2 separate regions of the Mus musculus genome follow, and region 1 is linked to region 2. A link is a contact called in public Hi-C data. All regions are on one chromosome and are shown on one strand. Each heading gives the region's core, a stretch centred on a gene start, on an enhancer-like site or on the middle of the called end of the contact. The rest is flanking DNA. Distances are from core to core; before and after follow the strand shown. Region 1 overlaps Gm29811 (predicted gene, 29811). Region 2 overlaps Tbck (TBC1 domain containing kinase).

Region 1 (4,639 bases), core at 1,351-3,850, 110 kb after region 2:
CCATCATGCTCATCTCCCTGGACCATACTTCCTGGTAGATGCTCGAATTTTCCCATACCAGTTTCTCCTCAGAACCACATCCCAAACAGCTACCTAGTTTACTCACAATAAAAACCAAACTTATAGCAAATAGTCCTCATTCGTTTTGGCCCTTGGCACAACTAACTGGGCTCCAACTGACATTGGAGTCCTGGTCACATGTCTCAGTTACCAAGCACATTCCAAACTCAGGGCTTTCCTGCTGTGTTGAGGAGTCTCTTCTCTGGTATCTTCATAGCTCCTGTCCTGTCCTCTGAAGGTCCACACCCAATACACTCAGGCTCAGCCATGCCTTCGGGTCTTCCTAATCAAGCATGATAAGGAAATCAGTGCTTATTGTCTGTCCTCCCTCACAGCTCTGCAGAGCAAGCAATGCCAGCCATCAACGCTGCTGTATCACTACCACCCTTTCACTCTGAATGACAAAGTGGCCATTGGCTTCATTTAACCCAATAGGGCTGTAGTACCTGGGCACGACAGTTTCTGTGTGTACTTCACTATATCAACTTTCTCTCAGACTGCTGTTCTGAGAACTGAAGAGTGTCTTCTCAAGAGTCAGTGGGTGCAGAGAACCAGGCTCAGGTAGAAAGTGTGGTGAATTATCTTAGGCGTATGTCAAGATGCACACTATGTAGAGGGCCAATGAATCGCCCCACATCTCTGTCTGCAAGGTACCTGTGATGGAACACTTGACTGCTAAATTCTTGTGTTCACTTCCTCAGGTCACACCACCTCAAAAGTCACAAGATCCCGGAAGTTTCTTCTATGAATGTTTTTGAGCCTCGGGAAGTCATCCAGCTTCCACTAGCTCTCTCGGGAAAGCAGTGTGCAGCCTGCCTCTGGCCATCAACAATGACATGAGACCGATGCCTTTCCACCATGGAGCCAAAGAGCAGGACCAGAGTGTGAAGTGGTTCTTGAAATGTGCATTGCAGAAGCCGGGGAGACGTTTGTGCACCCCAGCAGCTCCCCTCCTAGGGATCCACAGTGTGAGGGAGACAAAGGTGCTGGCACCCGGAACAACAGACTGAACTATCGAGAAGACCACATGAGAAGAGAGAGAGAGAGTGTTTTCACCCTGAGGTTGAAATAAACAAGTACTATATTTCAAATTGTCTAAAGTAAGGACCGCTCTGTCATTTATTGAGCAGGCACACTCTACTGGGGACCTGATACCAAGCAATTCACAAACAGATTTAACTGCCAATTGACTTGGGCCTCCAGTGCTTCCTCTCCCCCTCCATTTTGCACTATTAGCTCCCTTTGGTTCCCTTCACTCATGATCTAAGGTTCACCCTGGAAATTTCTTCAGTGCCTGCCCTACACACCAGTGTCACTGCAGAGGGTAATTCTGTATGGTTCCACCCATCCTTTGGCTCATCTCTCTTAGAACTTTTATCATAGTATGGTATGCGTTGTTCTTTGCTGCTTCTGTAGCAGATTGTGGTTTCCATGGAGACTGTTGTGTGTTTGTGAGTATGAGTTAGCTTTCCCTCAGCAAATCAATATCAGGTTAGACAGAGGGTAGACAGGTTTGAGTAGACAGATGACAGCGATGATACATAGATAAAGCATGAGTGAATAGATGCCCTCATTTTAAAGAGAAAGTAGGAAATTAAGGCAGGATAGGAACCCTTGCCAGCCTCAACTCCAGTCCGGGGCTGCTGCCCACTGGTAACGTTCTTAGATAACCTATGAGAGAAGGCCACCATGTTTTGTGCTTTCTCCTTCAGTCGGTACCAGTCCTGTAACACCCATGAGCCCATGCCCCCTTACACACTGCAAGGTGTTCAGTGGGTTGAGCCCCTGCTGTCTTAACACACAAAGTCTGGACCCAGGAGCTGGGCTTTTGTGGCTTTCTCGCTCATCTCTTTCTCTCTGCTTTGCAGGCACCCACTCCTCACAGTTTGCCTTCTGTAAAGAGACCAGGAGAAACAGGTCTTTCCTTTTCAGAATCACGACTAGAACTATCCTCAGATCCTGTTAATAACTCCCAGACAGATGTATCATCCAAGCAATCCCACGTGCGCCCTGATATTCCAGTGGAAACGTGCGAGGAGCAGCCCTGCAGCCAGAAGGTCTGCCTTTACACAAACAGGAACAGCTCCTCAGCGCCTGTGTAACCTACGCAGGTTTCTCAACCTTCCCTGGCCTCTGAGCCTCCTTTTGCAATCAAGTGGGACAATGGTATCTGACTGGGGTTGTGTGAGGACGAAGTAACACGCACGGAGTCGCCATGTCTGGCACAAGTGCAAGCTCATTAATCGTGGGTGGATTCCCCATGATGCTTTTGTTGCCAGCCATGGAAGATTGTGATTCAAGGTACTTCGAAATCAGCAAGTCCTCTATGGGAGGCGTGGAGGGATGGAGGGACGGCTGCGGGGGTCAGGACGGTGCTCAGGGTGTGCAGTGAATTCAGGGTTACTTCCTGAACCTAGCTGCAGCTCCACCTTGCCAACTCCCATATCTGTGATCTCTACCCGTAACCCTGATATCCTCTGAAAGCCTCCAGCCCCCAATCCACAATCCAATGTTACCAGCAACCAGAAACGATGTTTGTACATGCCCCAACCGCTGCCGTTCACAGTGTAATACTTGGATCTGATCAGAGAGTGACTGAGACTACACCACCCACTGAAGCCACCATTCTGCTTATCCAGTTTCCTCCCCCCCGCCCCCCAAGCACGGGGAGCCAGCCCTGAGAAATGTCAGATTCTCTTTGCTGGACCTGCCTTCTTATGCCCCCTCCTAAAATTCTCAGCCCCGTGGATCTCACCTGAGACAACCTGTCCTGGCTAGCTCCTGCCTCCCTGCAGAGCGCCAACCTAATTTCTGGCTCAATGCCACTTTGAGCTTTCGAGGTGGGAGCCAGAGAGTCTGAGCTGCTAAGCCGCAGCGATGTGGGTTGGTGGTTAGCTCCCTGGAGCTCGCATTTTGAAATAGTTCTCGCATGAAAAATTGATAATGGTAGAAATTTGGGGATGGCTCAGCGAGAATAATTAACATTTTAGTAAAAATGAAGAGCTGTTTTGGTAAAGTGCCCTTTTCTTGTTTGTCTTTGTTTGCCTTAGTTTGTCAAATACAAAATCTCAAACCAGAAAAATGGGAAGACCTCCCCCAATCCAATAAAAACAGAAAGATTAAAAAACAGCCTCCATCTCACACAACTGAGGAGTTTCTAGGATTCCCACTACGGAACTACTCTCCCACCTAACCAATGCGACATGGCTTGATGGTTAGAGTCCCATTTCCTTGCAGTCTTTAACGGTATAGATCATTGCATTCTGTGGCTTACCACGATACATTTCAGAAAGCCCAAGCATGGGAAGCATTTAGTCACGAAAAACAGGATCTTGTTGATGCCTACGCAGACCAAACGGGCTCACTGGGTGAATGGGGATGTGCGTTTTCAACCATGTGACTCTGAATAAAGACTGTTTCTTTTAGTATTTGCTTTGTTCATCTTAAAAGGGAATAGGGCATATTACCCCCCCCCACACACACACACACCCAGATATCAATGAGGCAATGTGAAAAACCATGAGGTGTCCTAAATGGAACTGGCTTGTGATGATTGCTTCTGGGAACAGTTACCCAGAAGGCAAATTAAGACAGGGATTCCCCTAGAAACCCCTCCCTCCTCGTGATCACAGCAGACAAAGACAGATTGAGCCCCACTTCATCTGGGTGAGCTGGTTGCTGTGACATAGGATCATCTTCATCATCTCTTTTTTCTTCTCAAATTTTCTGGTTTCAGGTCTAAGAGTCCTTCCAGGGACATGGGCTGTCCACAGCCAGTGCTCATGGCTGGTGACTTTCCTGCAGAAGTTCCCAGGAGCGAGCTCACTGGGCACCTCTGGATAATTTTTAACCTTGCAGTACAAGCCTTAAGTTCTTGTCAGGGGCTAGATGGATTGATGTGGAATGTAAGGGGTTATTTATTTACAAGCCTTCTCACATGCAGGGTTATGTTACCTGTGGTGAGGATGTCTTGCCATGCAGGACGAATGTGCAAAGCAGACATTCTTGGAGCCAAGGCCTAAGTGGGCGCTGTGATACTCTGATCGCATTGAGTGGTGATTTTCCATAGCAGTAAAAAGCTTTGAAGATACAATGGTGGCAGAAGCCCTACCATTCTGCAGAGGAAGACCTTCACCACCTCCACACATGCTTTCCAAAAGCCATCTTTAAGGCCAAGTCATGTCTTTCATCTTGAAAATCTCCCTTGTCTATGGAGAGCAGGTGAAGACCTGAGTATGTATGTGGGTATGCATGTATGTAATGTATGTATGTATGTAATGTATGTATGTGTGTGTATGTAATGTATATGTATATGTATATATATGTATGTGTATATATGTATGTGTGTATGTATGTATATATATGTATATGTGTATGTATGCATGTGTGTGTATATGTATGTGTGTATGTATGTATATGTGTATGTATGTATGTGTGTGTATATGTATGTGTGTATGTATGTATGTATAACGTGAGTACAGCCAATGTTAAGGACCCAATGCCTCAGATCCACAGAAATGTAAAGGCCTTCCCTAGGCTATAGCTGTTGATACTGTATGCAGAAATTACCAGTCACAGC
Region 2 (4,945 bases), core at 1,385-3,884:
TGGCAGGCAACAGACTCAAAGACAGTTCCATCTCCAATTGTTATGGGGTCCACATGAAGACCAAGCTGCACAACTGCTCCAAATATGTAGGGTGCCAGCCTATGCATGCTCTTTGGTGGTTCAGGCTCTGAGCATCCTTGGGCCTAGATTAGTTGACTCTGAAAGTCTTCTTGTGGTGTCCTTGGCCCTCCGGGTCACTCAGTTCTATCCCCTACAAGTCTCTCCAAGCTCTGCCTGGTGTTTGGCCATGTGTCTCAATAGCTGTTTGCATCTAGTGCTGGATAAAGCCTCCCAGGAGACAATTGTGCTAGGTTCCTGTCTGCAAGTGTAGCAGAGCGTCAGGGTTGGCTCTCATTACATAGGATGTGTACAAGCTGCTGTGCATCTTGTAGGCAGGACAAGTTTTAGGTTGAAGGTTTTGTGGGTGGATTGGTGTTCTCCTTCCTCCACTGGAAGTCCTGCTTGACTACAGGAGTTGGGCACTTCAGTCTCCATATCCTCTCCGATAGGAATCAGCTAGGGTCACCCCCATAGCCTTGCTCCCCACTGATTTCCGTTCTCACTCCCAGCCCTCTCCTGCCCCCCCCACACCTGATACCCATCCCTGTTCCTGCTCCTCACCACCTCTCCCACCCTGTTCCCTCTTCATCCAACCCCTTGATTATTTTGTTCCCCCTTCTGAGTGAGATTCATGCATCCTCCCTTGGGCCTTATTACTTAGTTTCTTTGGGTCTGTAGACTATAGCATGGTTATCCTGTACTTCATGGCTAATGTCCACTTATAAGTGAATACATAACATGTTTGTCTTTCTGGGCCTGGATTACCTCCCTCAGCATGATACTTTCTAGTTCCATCCATTTGCCTGAAAATTTCATGATGTCCTTGTTTTTACCGCTAAATACTATCCCACTGTATAAACAAACCACAGTTTCTGTATCCATTCTTCAGCGGAGGGACATCTAGGTTGCTTCCAGTTTCTTTCTGTCTTTTACAAATAAAGGTGCTATGAACATAGGTATCCTTGTGGTATAGTGGGGCACCTTTTGGTTATATGCACAGGAGTGGTACAGCTGGGTCCTATGGTAGAACTATTCCCAATTTTCTGAGAAACCTCCAAATTGTTTTCAAGCGTGGCTGTACAGGTCTGCACTCCTGCCAGCAGTGGAGCAGTGTGCCCCTTTCTCCAAGTCCTCCCCAGCATGTGCTGTCAACTTAGTTTTTTATCTTAGTCATTCTAGTTGGTGTAAGATGGAATCTAGAGGCATTTTGATTTTAATTTCCCTGATGACTTAGAACATTGAACATTTCTTTAAGTGTTTCTTTTTTTTTAATACAAAAATTTTACATTTTCTCACAATTTTCTGGTTCTGTGTTTTTTCCTGGTTCCAATGATGATGCCAGTATTCTCGCAGGCACAAGTAATGATAGTAAATGAATTAAACCGTCTGAGAGAGGCCACTGAACAACAAACAAAAGACCAGTGAGTTTTGAGATTATATATTTATTAAGCACTTTTAAGAGAAATAAGGAATCTGCCACCTACCTTTGTTTATATTTGGTGAATATTTTCTACTCTGACATCTTTTAAAAGTCTTCATCCTTTGAGGGAAAATAATAACGAAAATGTGTTGGAATAATTTAAAAACTTTTCTTTCTCATTTTTTCACAAATGTCATCCAATTTATCAAATTTAATTAAAATAAGTTATTTCTTACATTAAGCAATGATAGTTCTGGACTTTATTTTTCAGTTTTTTTCTGGAAGGTAGTGGATCTGAGTAAAAACACAGAAGCCAGTTTCACAAACCCGGAAGCAGTCTGTGCCCCACAGCTGTTTCCCTGTCATCCCAGCTTTGTCAAAGGAAGCAGAGGAGGATTGATCAGGATTAAAGGAATTTTTCGGTCAGTTATAAAAATAAGTATGTTGGGAATGCTGATTGTGTATTTTCAAATCTAGTAAACTTGGTGGCTTTCCTTCCAAGCGTAAGTGTCCCACAAATGCTGGTGAAAACATCTGTGATGATGGCTTATAGGCAAATTTGTGACCAGTGCTAACTCAGCTAGTGCAGTTTGTAATAAAGACCTCTGAAGGCAGAGCCCTAGCATGTCCGTGTGTTAGAACTAAGTAGTTGAAGTGCAGCCCTCTCTTCGCCTTTGAAACCAGGATGCATCTACTGATGGGCAGCGCCCTGACCCACTGTGCTGTTCTGCTTGCTCAGCACGCTTTACTCACTGGATGTGATTCCTCTTCCTGAGAAAAGCTCATGAGAAATGCATTTACCCTTAAGTGGCCCATGTTTCATTTTTAATGATATTGTACCTGGGTGGGATATTTTTCTCAAGTAGATTTAAAGAATTTCATTTTTTGGCATGCTAAGTTCCCAACTTGAAAGTTGCTTGAAGAACTTTGGAAGTAGCCATTGACAACCCTAAAATGTAAATGCAGACCATACACAAACTAACATGTTCAGAGTATTAGACAATAATAGTGTCGAGCACTTTTGAAACAAATTGTATGTTAGTCTACCTACAAAGAATAGATAGGCTAACTATATTGTACTTCTAATTTTAAGGCCAGGATCAGCATTGAGTTTAACTAACTAAATACATTGTGTTGCAGTAAAATCCCACTGAAGGTTTAACAAACTAGGTCATGGGAACCGTAGAGAAGTGGTTTCATTTCCTCATCTCTAACTCTGATAATGACCATATTTCCTGTCAATAGATCACTGTGTTAAATTAGTACAGATAAAGAATTAAAGCAGCATAAGACAGATGCAATATAAATTGTAAATGTTATTAATACTATTATTATTGTTGTTGTTATTATTATGCTTCTTGCTTTTTATTCAAATATAATATGCTGCCTTCTTAATAATATAAATGTAGTAATCTCTCCTCTTAGCTATTTCTAAAAATTCTTGAAGTTAACTGTCATAAGAATTCATTGTTAGAAATTACCTTTAAAATTAAGCCTTCAGGGCTATTGTTTTGTATGACTAGGAAAAACATGTTTTTCTTGCTTCACGATAGTTTTTATAGAGGCCAGCACCCACAGGCTTAGAAGTCAAGGCACACATGAGTTCCAGTCGAGTTTCACCATGCTCGGCCTGTGTGAACTGAGAAACCTGTAGTGTGATGCTGCTGCTGCAAAAGCCTGCTCTGCAAAGGGAGAGTAGCCATGTACACAGCACAGCACTTCAGCCACGTGGGCTGCCCCATTTATGTCAGCTTGGCCTGAGCTAGATTCATCAGAGAGGTGGGAGGCTCAATGGAGAATCGCCTCTCTAAGACCAGGCTGTGGGCAGGCCTGGAAGGCATTTTTGGTGATTGAGGTAGAGGGTCCAGCCCATTGTGGGTGGGCCGCTTCTGGGATTGTAGTCCAGGGTTCTACAAGAAAGCAGACTAATCAAGTTCAAGACATGGGAAGTAAGCCAGTAAGAGGCATGCCTCCATGGTCTCTGCATGAGCTTCTGCCTCAGGTTTCTCCCAATGTTTGAGTATCTGTCCTGACTTCCTTTGATAATGAACAGTAAAGTGACAGTATCACGTCTCACACTGTTGTGTTGACTACTAAAATAATATGCAAAATGCAGCCGGCATAAAAACTCATAAAGGGAAATATGCCCAACGTCTTTTTTTTACACTTTTAAAAAACTTTATTAGTTATTTTATTTATTGACATTTCAGATATAATTCCTTCCTGGTTTCACCTCACAAACCCCCATCTCCTCCTCTTCCCCTCTGCTTCTAGAGGGTATTCCCTCACCCACCCACTCCCACCTCACTATCCTAGCATTCCCCTACACTGGGGCATCGAACCTTCACAGGACCAAGGGACTCCCCTCCCACTGATGTCCAACAAGAATATCTTCTGCTAAATATGCGGCTTGGAGACATGGGTCCCTCCATGTGTACTCTTTGGTTGGTGGTTTAGTCCCTGGGAGCTCTGGGGATTGGGGGGTGTCTTAGTCAGGGTTTCTATTCCTGCACAAACATCATGACTAAGAAGCAAGTTGGGGAGGAAAGGGTTTATTCATCTTACACTTCCAAGTTGCTGTTCATCACCAAAGGAAGTCAGGACTGGAATACAAGCAGGTCAGAAAGCAGGAGCTGATGCAGAAGCCATGGAGGGATGTTCTTTACTGGCTTGCTTCCCCTGGTCTGCTCAGCCTGCTCTCTTATAGAACCAAGACTACGAGCCCAGAGATGGTCCCACCCACAAGGAGCCTTTCCCCCTTGATCACTAATTGAGAAAATGCCTTACAGTTGGATCTCATGGAGGCATTTCCTCAACTGAAGCTCCTTTCTCTGTGATAACTCTAGCTGTGTCAAGTTGACACAAAACTAACCAGTACAGGGGGTCAGGTCTGCTTGGTTGATATTGTTGTTCTTCCTATGGGACTGCAAACCGCTTCAGCTCCTTGAGTCCTTCCTCTAACTCCTCCATTGGGGTCCCCATGCTCAGTCCGATGGTTGGCTGTGAGCATCTGCATCTGTATTGGTCAGGCTCTGGCAGAGCCTCTCAGGGGACAGCCATATCAGGCTTCTGTCAGCGAGCGCTTCTTGGCATCAGCAATCGTGTCTGGGTTTGGTGTCTTTATATGGGATGGGACCCCAGGTGGGGCAGTCTGGTCTTTCCTTCAGACTCTGCTCCACTCTTTGTCCCAGTATTTCCTTTAGACAGGAGCAATTATGGGTTATTAGGGAAATGACACCCTTCACAATACTCACAAATAATATAAAATATCTTGGTGTGAGTCTAGCCAAGCAAGTGAAAGATCTGTATGACAGGAACTTCAAGTCACTGAAGAAAGAAATTGAAGAAGACTTCAGAAAATGGAAATATCTCCCATGCTCATGGATAGGCAGGATTAACATAGTAAAAATGGGCATCTTACCAAAAGCAATCTACAGATTCAATGCAATCCCCATCAAAATTCCA

The links. A called contact is a pair of places that touch in the nucleus more often than the background predicts.
Region 1: a Hi-C map of group 2 innate lymphoid cells shows a contact between it and region 2, with 2.8 times the contacts expected there. The contact joins two enhancer-like sites. A contact is called at or near these places in 6 of 484 Hi-C or Micro-C datasets (the G1E-ER4 cell line, brown adipocytes, group 2 innate lymphoid cells and 3 more) and 3 of 115 datasets of contacts at active chromatin or transcription factors (embryonic stem cells, microglia and pancreatic cancer cells).

The regions. Positions count from the first base shown.
Region 1 is chr3:132,861,836-132,866,474 of GRCm38.p6, forward strand. The region is part of intron 1 of Gm29811 (predicted gene, 29811); the gene reads right to left. Among named protein-coding and RNA genes, the nearest start is that of Gm29811, 14 kb to the right of the region's middle. Within about 2 kb of position 2,601, at least 25 of the 459 cell types and tissues checked have an H3K27ac peak or open chromatin away from gene starts, as enhancers often do. A contact at or near this core is called in group 2 innate lymphoid cells, where this site is marked.
Region 2 is chr3:132,753,772-132,758,716 of GRCm38.p6, forward strand. The region is part of intron 22 of Tbck (TBC1 domain containing kinase); the gene reads left to right. Among named protein-coding and RNA genes, the nearest start is that of Gm30294, 21 kb to the right of the region's middle. Within about 2 kb of position 2,635, at least 8 of the 459 cell types and tissues checked have an H3K27ac peak or open chromatin away from gene starts, as enhancers often do. A contact at or near this core is called in group 2 innate lymphoid cells, where this site is marked.